2 separate regions of the Hordeum vulgare genome follow, and region 1 is linked to region 2. The links are chromatin contacts, called in public Hi-C maps. All regions are on one chromosome and are shown on one strand. Each heading gives the region's core, a stretch centred on a gene start, on an enhancer-like site or on the middle of the called end of the contact. The rest is flanking DNA. Distances are from core to core; before and after follow the strand shown. Region 1 holds the start of LOC123425921 (DNA repair protein RAD16). Region 2 holds the start of LOC123425917.

The links. Hi-C and Micro-C count contacts between places; a contact is called where the count stands out from the background.
Region 1: a contact with region 2 is called in a Hi-C map of seedling, with 2.0 times the contacts expected there. The contact joins the promoter of LOC123425921 here to the promoter of LOC123425917 in region 2. A contact is called at or near these places in 2 of 6 Hi-C or Micro-C datasets (leaf and seedling) and 1 of 1 datasets of contacts at active chromatin or transcription factors (embryo).

The regions. Positions count from the first base shown.
Region 1 is chr2H:220,298,812-220,303,865 of MorexV3_pseudomolecules_assembly, reverse strand. It overlaps LOC123425921 (DNA repair protein RAD16), which reads left to right and starts at 2,848. Exons shown (of 15, transcript XM_045109684.1): 1 at 2,848-2,989; 2 at 3,061-4,130. The coding sequence starts at 2,962. It also overlaps the pseudogene LOC123426183.
Region 2 is chr2H:220,014,330-220,019,082 of MorexV3_pseudomolecules_assembly, reverse strand. LOC123425917 reads left to right here and starts at 1,635. Exons shown (of 9, transcript XM_045109680.1): 1 at 1,635-2,250; 2 at 2,337-2,394; 3 at 2,523-2,589; 4 at 2,688-2,733; 5 at 2,835-2,933; 6 at 4,083-4,151; 7 at 4,236-4,753. The coding sequence starts at 1,753.

The DNA of each region.
Region 1 (5,054 bases), core at 1,599-4,098, 280 kb before region 2:
GGGCTGACGCTTGGGGCGAGGGCGCCCGGGGGCAGGGGGAAGGGCGACTGAGTGAGACGGTGGGGGCGCTGTAGGGCGTGGGCGCCAGCGCCTGGGGGAGGGGTTGCGGCGGCGCGAGGTGAGGAGGGAGGGTCGGCACGGGGGTGAGGGGCTCGGTGGTGGGGATCGCCGGCGGGAGGAAGAGGAGCGTCGGTCGGCGGGGTGAGGTGAGGGGGGGCGATCTGGGGAGGCAGGGAGAGAGTGGGAAAAGGGGATCGAGCCCAGGGGGACTCGGTCGCTGGGAGGGAGTGCGAGAGGTGGGGCGAGGTGCTCGGTGGTGGGCTCTCGTGGGGAGGGAGCAAATCGAGGCCAGGGGCTCTCGAGGGGAGAGGTGGGGTCCGAGAGAAGGGAGGGTGCGGTAGGTGGGGATGGCTCTCGGTAGGTGGGAGCAGGTGGGGCGACGTGGGGGAAAGGGAGCCCCGGCGAGGGGGGGTTAGGTGGCGAGGGGCTCAGCCCCTCGTCCCTGGCGGCGGGCATGGAGGAAAGGGAGAGTGGGGGCGGTTGGGCTTAGGGTTTGGGGGGGTTTATACCTCCCCAATTAGGTGGGCTGGCTGGGTTAATTTGGCCTAGTTGGCCCACGGTTTTTTTTTTTGCATTGCCTTTTATTTTTTTAAAACTAGAGTATTTTGATTTAAGAAAATATATAATTTGCACAATTATTTACGATGCATTAATAGACACTGCTCCAAATTTTTTGTTAATTATTTGGGTTAGTTTGAATTCTCATAATTTAGAATAGGCAATTTAAATAATGTTTTATGGCACTTTATGATAATTACTTTATGGTACTTTATTATAATGTTTTTTGGCCTCTATTATAATTACTTTATGGCACTTAAATATATCAAATGATGTTGTTTGCTGGATAACAATTACTTTGTGAATACTTGTGACCCAACCAAAATTTTAGTTTTTTTTGTTTGGAGACATAATTTATTTTACTTTATCTTTAATTTAAAAATGGCTTTGATTTTTATCAAGACCTGGCACTATTAACGAGTGATTACTATAGTCTAACTACATTTATTACTGTAGCTTAATCCGAGGATGTCACAACTTCACCTTTGGGACAACACCGGGACCAGCAGTCCAGGCCCAGAGCAACAGGTCTCGAGTATCTTCCTTGCGGCGAGAGCGCGGCTCGATGTAGTCCAGCGAGCATCCATGGCCGATGAGGAAGGTCGCGATGTACTCGTTCCAGCCATGCAGAGGAACACCTTCCATGCACAGCCTGACGTGGTGGAGCATATCTTCGTTATCAGCATGGGTTTCTAGCCGCCACTCACGCACGAAGATGCGGTAGCCAGCACCGGGCAGGTCACCGCGCGACACGGCATCCGCGCACAGTGGTTCTGATACATAAATCTGACGAAGAACTACTCGGGATAGTGGCGCACCACATCGACGTCCGCTGACCGCGCGCCGAAGGCAGAAGCAATCTCAGCGCTCACTTGGGCGCAGGAGATGTCATGGCGAGCCCCCTCCAGCCAAGCCACAACCGCGTTGGAGGAGAGGAGCGCGGATTCCACTTGCATCTCCGGCGTCGTCGGGACGACGATGAAGTCCACATCCGACCTGGACGAAGCATCTCCACGACGCGACATCTGGGGCTGAGGCAACTGAAGCACAGGAGGTTGCTGCGCAGGGATCTCCGAGCCATGCCCGGGACGGGGCGCTGTCTCTTGTGCGGGAGCAAGAGCTGGGCGAGGCAATGGAGGAGGAGGCACATAATTGCAGTCGAGCGAACTAATTGGCTTCCATTTGTTGCGACAACCACGGGCCTTGTGGCCATTATGAAGGCAACGGCTGCAGTGGACAGGGTCACGCCACGTCACTGCATGGTGGCCGCATGCGAGGCACCGACAATAACGACCACGAAGCCAGCTGGGGATGGGCAGTGGCTTGAATGCCGGAGCAGGCAAAGCCGGGCGAAGCGGGCTCGCATGAGAGCAAGTACAATAAGGTACAGTCAGGAGGCTGTAAGAATTAAAATACTATATTTTTGCTGAGTTGGATGAGAGAGAAGAGGAGAGAGAAGGGAAGGGGGCTCTTCATGAAGAGCCGGCTCTAGCACGTGCTCCTAGGTGCTTTGTGAGAATGAAAGGTGAGCCATATATGATAAAGGTAGTACTCTTTTGTAGCTAACTATTGTACAAGCTAGATATAAGATGAACTATAAGACTGCTTATAGCCAGCAGTTGGCTATACTATTAAGCATGGTGTGAGTATGTTCTGCAGTGCAATTAAAATAGAAATACACTTCATTCTTATGTAATGCTGTTTTATTTTCAGCTACTGTTATTTAATACTCACATTATTGATAAATTATTGAACAAGGAAAGTAGTAGTAGCGAGGTTGATGATTTGATGGTACCAAATCAAGTGTGCAGGCTTTATACTTTGGAAGAAAACAAAATTATGCATGTTTCGTGGTGCCAAGTCAGGAGTACCTAAGATATCCCAAAAGAGGTGGGCATGGCGTGGATGAAAAAAAACAATGAATCGACATCGATTTCGTTCCTGTCTGTCACGCTCGATCCCCTCTCAAAAAAAGAAAAAACCTTACTAGCATGGGAAACATCGAACAACGCCTATGGATTGATAAAGGTCGGTTGGGTTCACGCCGCAAAAAAAAAAAAAGAAAAAGATCGGGTTCACACATGACGACACACACAACCCGACAGTTCCTTCCGGAGCACAATCCGGCAGTTCCTTCCGGAGCACAACTCCCCGCTGACCGGGTCAGCCCTTCCGCCCCCTGCAGTTCCTTCCCGCCATTTCCTCTCCCCATGACCGACTTAACCCCACACAATCCGCCGCCCCCAAACCCCCCGACTTTAAAAATCACGAGAAGCAACCCACCCCACACCCACCCCACCTCTCGCGCTTCCTCTGTCTCTGCGCCGCCGCCGCCGCCGCGCGATGCCTCGCCGAAACGGGAATGCATCTGGTAAGTCCCCTACTTATGCTGAACCCCTCGAATCCCGCCCCTCAAGCCTGAATCCCCGCCTCCCATCGCAGGCCCCGGCGGCAGTCGTCGCCGCCGGCGCGACGACCACGACGAGAGCGTCCCCTCCGATAACACCTCCGACTCCGACTTCGTCGCCGGTACGGATGACGAGGCGGGGGACGACGACGACGAGTTTGCCTCCGATGAAGACGCCCCTGCGCCTGCGGTGGCGGTGGCGCCGCGTCCGGCGTTGTCACCACGGCCGCGCAAGTCCAAGTGTAGGCGGAAGACGAAGAAGGGGAAGCGCGACGAGGACGGGCCGCCCCTGCCGTGGGAAGAGTGGGCGGAGGCTAATACCAAGTGGCTCGACGAACGCGTCGGGGCGTCGGAGGAGACCAACACCTCGGCGGCGGCGGTGGTGCCAACCGCGGAGCCGGCCCCGGAGGTGCTGCTCCAGCTGCTGCGCTTCCAGAAGGAGTGGCTCGCGTGGGCGCTGGCGCAGGAGGCCTCGGTTTCGCGCGGCGGCATCCTCGCGGACGAGATGGGCATGGGGAAGACCATCCAGGGCATCGCACTCGTCCTCACCGCGCGCCAGCTACGCCCCCCCGGCTCGTCCTCGCCACCGTCCACATCACTGGGCCTCCCGATGCGCCGGGTAGGGTGCACCCTTGTGATCTGCCCCGTGGTGGCCGTCATCCAGTGGGCGCAGGAGATCGAGCGGCACACGGCCAAAGGCAGCGCGCGCGTGCTGCTCTACCATGGTGCTCGCCGGGGCTCTCAGAAGCACGATTTCGACACCTTCGACTTCGTGGTCACCACCTACTCCACCATTGAGGCGGACTACCGGAAGCACATAATGCCACCCAAGATTCGGTGCGAGTACTGCAATAAACAGTTTTACCCCGAGAAGCTCAAGATTCACTTGAGATATTACTGTGGACCCGATGCTCTCCGCACTGAGAAGCAGGCGAAGCAGAAGAGCAAGAAGTCGGCTGATACCAAAGTGAAGGGGAAGGGCAAAGCAAGTGCTCACAAGAGGAAAAACGGTATTGAGGAGGAGGATTGCGAGGAATTGGCTAGCGAATCCAGGGGCAAGTCACTTCTACACTCAGTGCGGTGGGAGCGGATTATCTTAGATGAGGTGATCATATGCCCTTTCTTGCCGCCTTTTTTACGATTCGGCAATTTAATAAACTGCATATATAGATATGAAGTATCACGAAGTAATCGATTTTTTTTTTAAATGGAACACTTAGTTGTGGTTCATACTGTCAATCTGCCATGTGTCTGTATTACTTCTTAGCGATGTAACCCCGTTTTCTTCGACTAAGCATGATTTCTGGTTGTAGTGATCAAACATGGCAAATTCTTATTTGGGGGATTTTTTTTTAATTGTAGCCTCCAGGTGAACTTGTTACTGTATCTGTGAGCAATGCATAACATAGTACTATTTCTACAGCATTTCTACGTTCTACTGTCTTAGGTGATACACAAGCAGTTCTAATACCTGCATCGTTATGATGATAAGCTCTTGTCTAGTATTTTGACCAATAACCTGTTCCTATACATTTGGTTGTTCTTTGTCGTAATGTTTTGGTGATGACACTTGTAAGTATCAGAACTCTACTATTTGGTTTCTGTTATATGTCCGTAAAAATTAAGATAATGTATGATAGATTTACTTGCTGCATTGCATCATAGTGCATTACGTTGCACATATAATGTATGATAGGTTTACTTGCTGCATTGCATTACGTTGCACACAAGTGTTTTTCTGCTAATCTAAATCTATTTATTAATAGTCGGCACACCACGTTGACATCATGACAACATGAAGCATGAAAGCTGAATGAGCAGTTATGCAAAATCCACGAAGTTTGTAGCTCTGAATTTGATACCAAGGTCTTCTTTTCCCTGGCAAGCTCATTCTGGTGTTACTGAATGCTCCTGTTCTGTTGGTGTTTTCTAACATTGATGATGTTTGGCCAGCAGCCTAGTTTCGTGTCTAAAGGAAACTTATCCAGCAGTACTTGTCCCATTTCGAAATATATTACTTTCTGTACGC
Region 2 (4,753 bases), core at 386-2,885:
ATGTAGAAGACACAAATGGTGAGAACAATGTTGACGTCTGGTCTATTAAAGAAAAGATGAGAGAGGGGTGCAATTTAGCAATTAGCAACGCCATGCAAGCAGTGGCGAGCTTCAACAGGCTGAAACCTATCCTTTAGTATTTTTATTTCACCTAAATATACCACTTAACAATTATACCAATGTGTTTAACATGTTAATTACAATGCATTTGCTAATTAGAATTGGAAACTTGATGTTTTAAGCCACCCTTCAGTTCCATACTAGATTCGCTAGTGATGCAAGGTCTTAAATTGCATTTTTTTGCGCATGACCATACGATCCGAACTATAGCTGCGTTAGCTATCCGTGAGAATAGTGTTTTAAAGTACCCCTCCGTCCCAAAATAACTGTCTCAAGCTTAGTACAAATTTGTACTAGAGCTAGTACAAAGTTGAGACACTTATTTTAAGACGGAGGGAGTATTGAGACACTTATTTTAAGACGGAGGGAGTAATAAGTAATACTCCCTCTGTCCTAAAAATAACTGTCTCAACTTTGTACTAGATTTAGTACAAAATTGTACAAAGCTCACGATATTTATTTTGAGACGGAGGGAGTATGAAAAAGACAAGCCTACTAGTAAAGACCAAAGAGAATCCATCATTCAGCTAATTAGCCTATGGATACATGATTTATTATTTCTTTCCTAATTGCGCTATCGTGAGTGTTTGTGGGAGTCGCTTTCAAGCACGCGCGAGCAATGCCGAAGCTCCAAGATAACTGATAAAAAAAAATGGACATTGCTCCCTCTATGAACTAATATAAGACAATGATCTAATATGTGTTATATTACTTTAGAGAGGAGTACATTATTATTAGGGTTTATTTTCTTCATGTTATATAGTTATATACATGGTCGCTATGTATTAAATTTACGTGCACAAACGATCACAGGCTATTTTGTCTCTTGTACATTCACAAGGTAATAGCTTTAGCTATAGTTGATAGCGAGCTATGCAAAATATGTTCAATTATGTGACACTATAGCGTCATAGCTAGGATATAGTGTTACAAAGTGCCATAGCTTCGCTTAGCAATTTAAATCCTCGATCTAATGCAACAATTATGAATCAGTGAAGTATCAAGCAAATAACCGCTTCAATACATGTCCATGCATGCGAAATATACTAGTGCACCATGTACTCCAAAGAGGAGTAGTAATTTTAAATTTCCTTGTGCTAACTTCTTAGGTCAAGTTATGCCCTAAACTTTAAGTTTCAGAAAAATAACAAGACCAACAATGCTTCATAAAATAGTTACCACTTTAGGATAATGCCCATATCCAAGTGTTTTTTTTTCCCGATGCATAGTGTTTAAATTTGGTGCAGTGTGTCAACAGTGCGTGCAGTCGGTCAGCCCCACCAATTCAATGGGCAATAATTCCGGCTTTGCATGGACCAAGCCCACACACCCATCCGTCCTCTCTCTCTCTCTTCTCGTCGGAGGCAAAAGTTAGACTAATGGCCGTAGTGGTTGGTGCAAGTCGCTAGAGGAGAGAGAGAAGATAGGGATAGGTAGAGAGAGAGACTGCGTGTGAGTGTGTGTGCGTGGGGAAGAGAGAGAAGAGAGAGAGAGAGAGAGGAGAGAGAAGGACACAGACAGACGCAAGCGATAGAATTAAACAAACAAAAGCAGCCGTAGAAAAAAAGCGTAGCCAAACCAGAACCAAACCCCAAGGAGGCCAAGAAGAGGACGGCAGCAGCAGCAGCAGCCATGCCGAGGTCGCCGTCGCCGGAGCCGGAGAGGAGCTACCCCGCGCGCCGGAGGGGAGGAGGCGGGAACCACGTCCTCTCGTCGCGCTGCCGCTCGCCGTCGCCGCCGCCGCGCCGGTCGCTCCGCCCGCGCCGCGCCGCCGCCGCGTCCTCTCGCCCGCTCGTCGACGACTTCTTCCCTTTCCCCTCGTCGCCCTCATCGTCTCCGCCACGCCCCCAGCACCGGAGGGCGCCGTCGCACGAGCCCTCCAGCTCCGACTCCGACGGAGGCGGCGTGGCTGGCTCCTCCGCCTCCGACCGCCGCCGGCGCAAGCTTAAGCTCGTCGTCAAGCTCTCCCAGCTTCCTCCGGACCAGCACCACCGACGGGCCCCACCTCCCCCTCCTTACTCGGACTCATCCGAGGGGGAGGAGCGGCCGGCTGGCGGAGGCGAGGAGCAGGTCAAGCCGCCCAAGAAGCGCCGGATCGAGTCGCGCGACGACAGATCTCGCAGTCGCGAGGTGAAACATGCTGCCCGATTCGTCTTCGGCCTCGTCTTTACTTCACTCCGCAGCTGGCTGTAACACGAGATCTGCTCTTATTTTAGGTTGCTGGGAGGAGCGACGCTGCCAGCGCGCCGCGGACGAAGCGGCTTCCGGTGCCAGGTTCGATTTCTCTGTGTTTTTGCTGATCTCTTCATTTTCAGTGACGGGATTACGATATTTGAGCGCCTTTTCCCGAAGAAATGAAATTGTTTCTTCTTTTTTCTTTTGGTTTTTGCCGATGGATTTAGGGATGGCAAGGACAACGCCGTTGCCGGACCGGCAGGCGCTGGATATGATTCTTGACAAGCTGCAGAAGTGCGTGCTTTACATCTTTTGCACGGTTATGCCAAGTGTTTTTCTTTTCATGATTTGAAGAGCTCGATTTCTTATGCTGCTGTTTGATGATTCTTCAGGAAGGATACGTACGGTGTGTTTGCTGAGCCGGTGGATCTGGAGGAGGTGAGGGTGTTTGTTCCTGCGTCATGCTTGTTGTAGATGCTAATCTGACATACGGCTGGTATTGAGTGTTGATGATGCCATGGTTGTTTTGATTGGCGCAGTTGCCTGACTACAATGATGTGATTGAGCACCCGATGGACTTCGGCACCGTCAAGAGGAAGCTTGCTAGGAATGTATATCGCTCATTCGAGCAATTCGAGGTTAGAATTAATGTTTCTGTCGTATATGTAGTTAGCGCTGCCAATGGGAGTCGCCATTCGTTGATCTGTTGCTAAAATGGGTGTTGTTGGGGATGCACATCTTTTGTTCGAGCAATTCGAGGTTGCAATTAATATTTTGTCGTATATGTAGCCAGCGTTGCCAATCGGGGGTCGCTATTCGTTGATTTGTTGCTAAAGTGGATGTTGTAGTTGCGGATGCATATTGCTGTTTCGAGCAATTTGAGGTTATAATTAATATCTTGTCGTATATGTAGCTAGTGCTGCCAATGAGGAGTTGTCATTCGTTGATTTCTTGATAAAGTGGATGTTGTAGTTGGGGATGCATAATACTGGTTTGAGCAATTTGAGGTTGGAATTAATATTTTGTCGGATATGTAGCTAGTGCTGCCAATGGGGAGTCGCCATTCGTTGATTTGTTGCTAAAGTGGATGTTGTAGTTGGGGATGCATGTCTCTCGTTCGAGCAATTCGAGGTTAGAATTAATATTTTGTCGCATATGTAGCTAGTGCTGCTAGGAATGCATGTCGGTCCTCGAGCAATTCGAGGTTAGAATTAATGTTTTGTCGTATATGTAGCCAGCGCTGCTAATGGGGAGTTGCCATTTGTTGATTTGTCGCTAAAGTGGATGTTGTAGTTGGGGATGGCGGGTCATTTCAGTTCATACTGTATTTTTCTGGGAGTGAATTTCACCTACAAGGACCAGTCCAATGCTAGAAGCAACCTTTGAACATGTTCTCGTTACCTTGGATGCCAACTTATCTCCTCTCTCGAAACGCTAGCATGAACTTTTTCACGAGGCCCAACAAATGCAGCAACATAGCGTGTACTAACTAGTTTATCACATGCTTATGCTGACATTCCTATGATTAATTGTTTGTTTGCCTGTAATTTGTGCACATAATGAAGATGGTTAGATCTTGCACGTAACTCTTGCATTAGAGATCCACGCTAAAGTTTGTGCTAGTGATTATACTATCCCACCCTTAGAAGAAATTGACGTTGTTTCTAATATAATTTATATTTAACATTCACTGGTCATATTTGAGTATTGTAGGTTTGTCACAATTACTGCATGCCTTACTGATAATAATAGGTGAGCAGTTGATGACATTCTTCTTTAAATCGCAGGATGATGTCTTCTTAATTTGCAGCAATGCAATGGTGTACAATGCGCCTGATACGGTTTACTTCAGACAGGTATATTAGCAGCAGCCTTTCTGAAAAAATGATGCACTTACAGCACTTATGCTTCAATGTTTTGTGCTATGCTTATTTATGCAGGCCCATTCCATACAAGAGCTGGCAAGAAAGAAGTTTCAAGAACTTAGAGATGAGGGCATACCTACAGAAAACCAAGTAAAGAGTGAACAGAAAGTTGGACCTATTCCGTGCAACAGAGGACCAATTAAGAAGCCTGTTTTGAGGTATTCAGATGATGATCTAGACTTCTTGACCCGCAAAGAGCAAATTAAGAGACCAAATGCAAAAATTTCTGGAGCTGACATAAGCTTCAAAGATCAAGTGAAGAAACCCATCTCTAGGAATTCAGAGAACACTTCAAGTTCTTCATTCCACAAAGAGCGAGTTAAGAAGCCAATTTTCAGAAATTCAGAGAACAATTTGAGTTCCTCATTCCATGGAGAGCAAGTTAAGAAATCCATATCGAGAAATTCGGAGGATGATCGAAGTTCTTCAATCCACCAAGTGAAAGTTAGAAAAGCCATTTCAAGAAATTCGGAGGATGATCGAAGCCCCTCATTCCAACAAGGGCAAGTTAGGAAAGCCATTTCAAGAAGTTC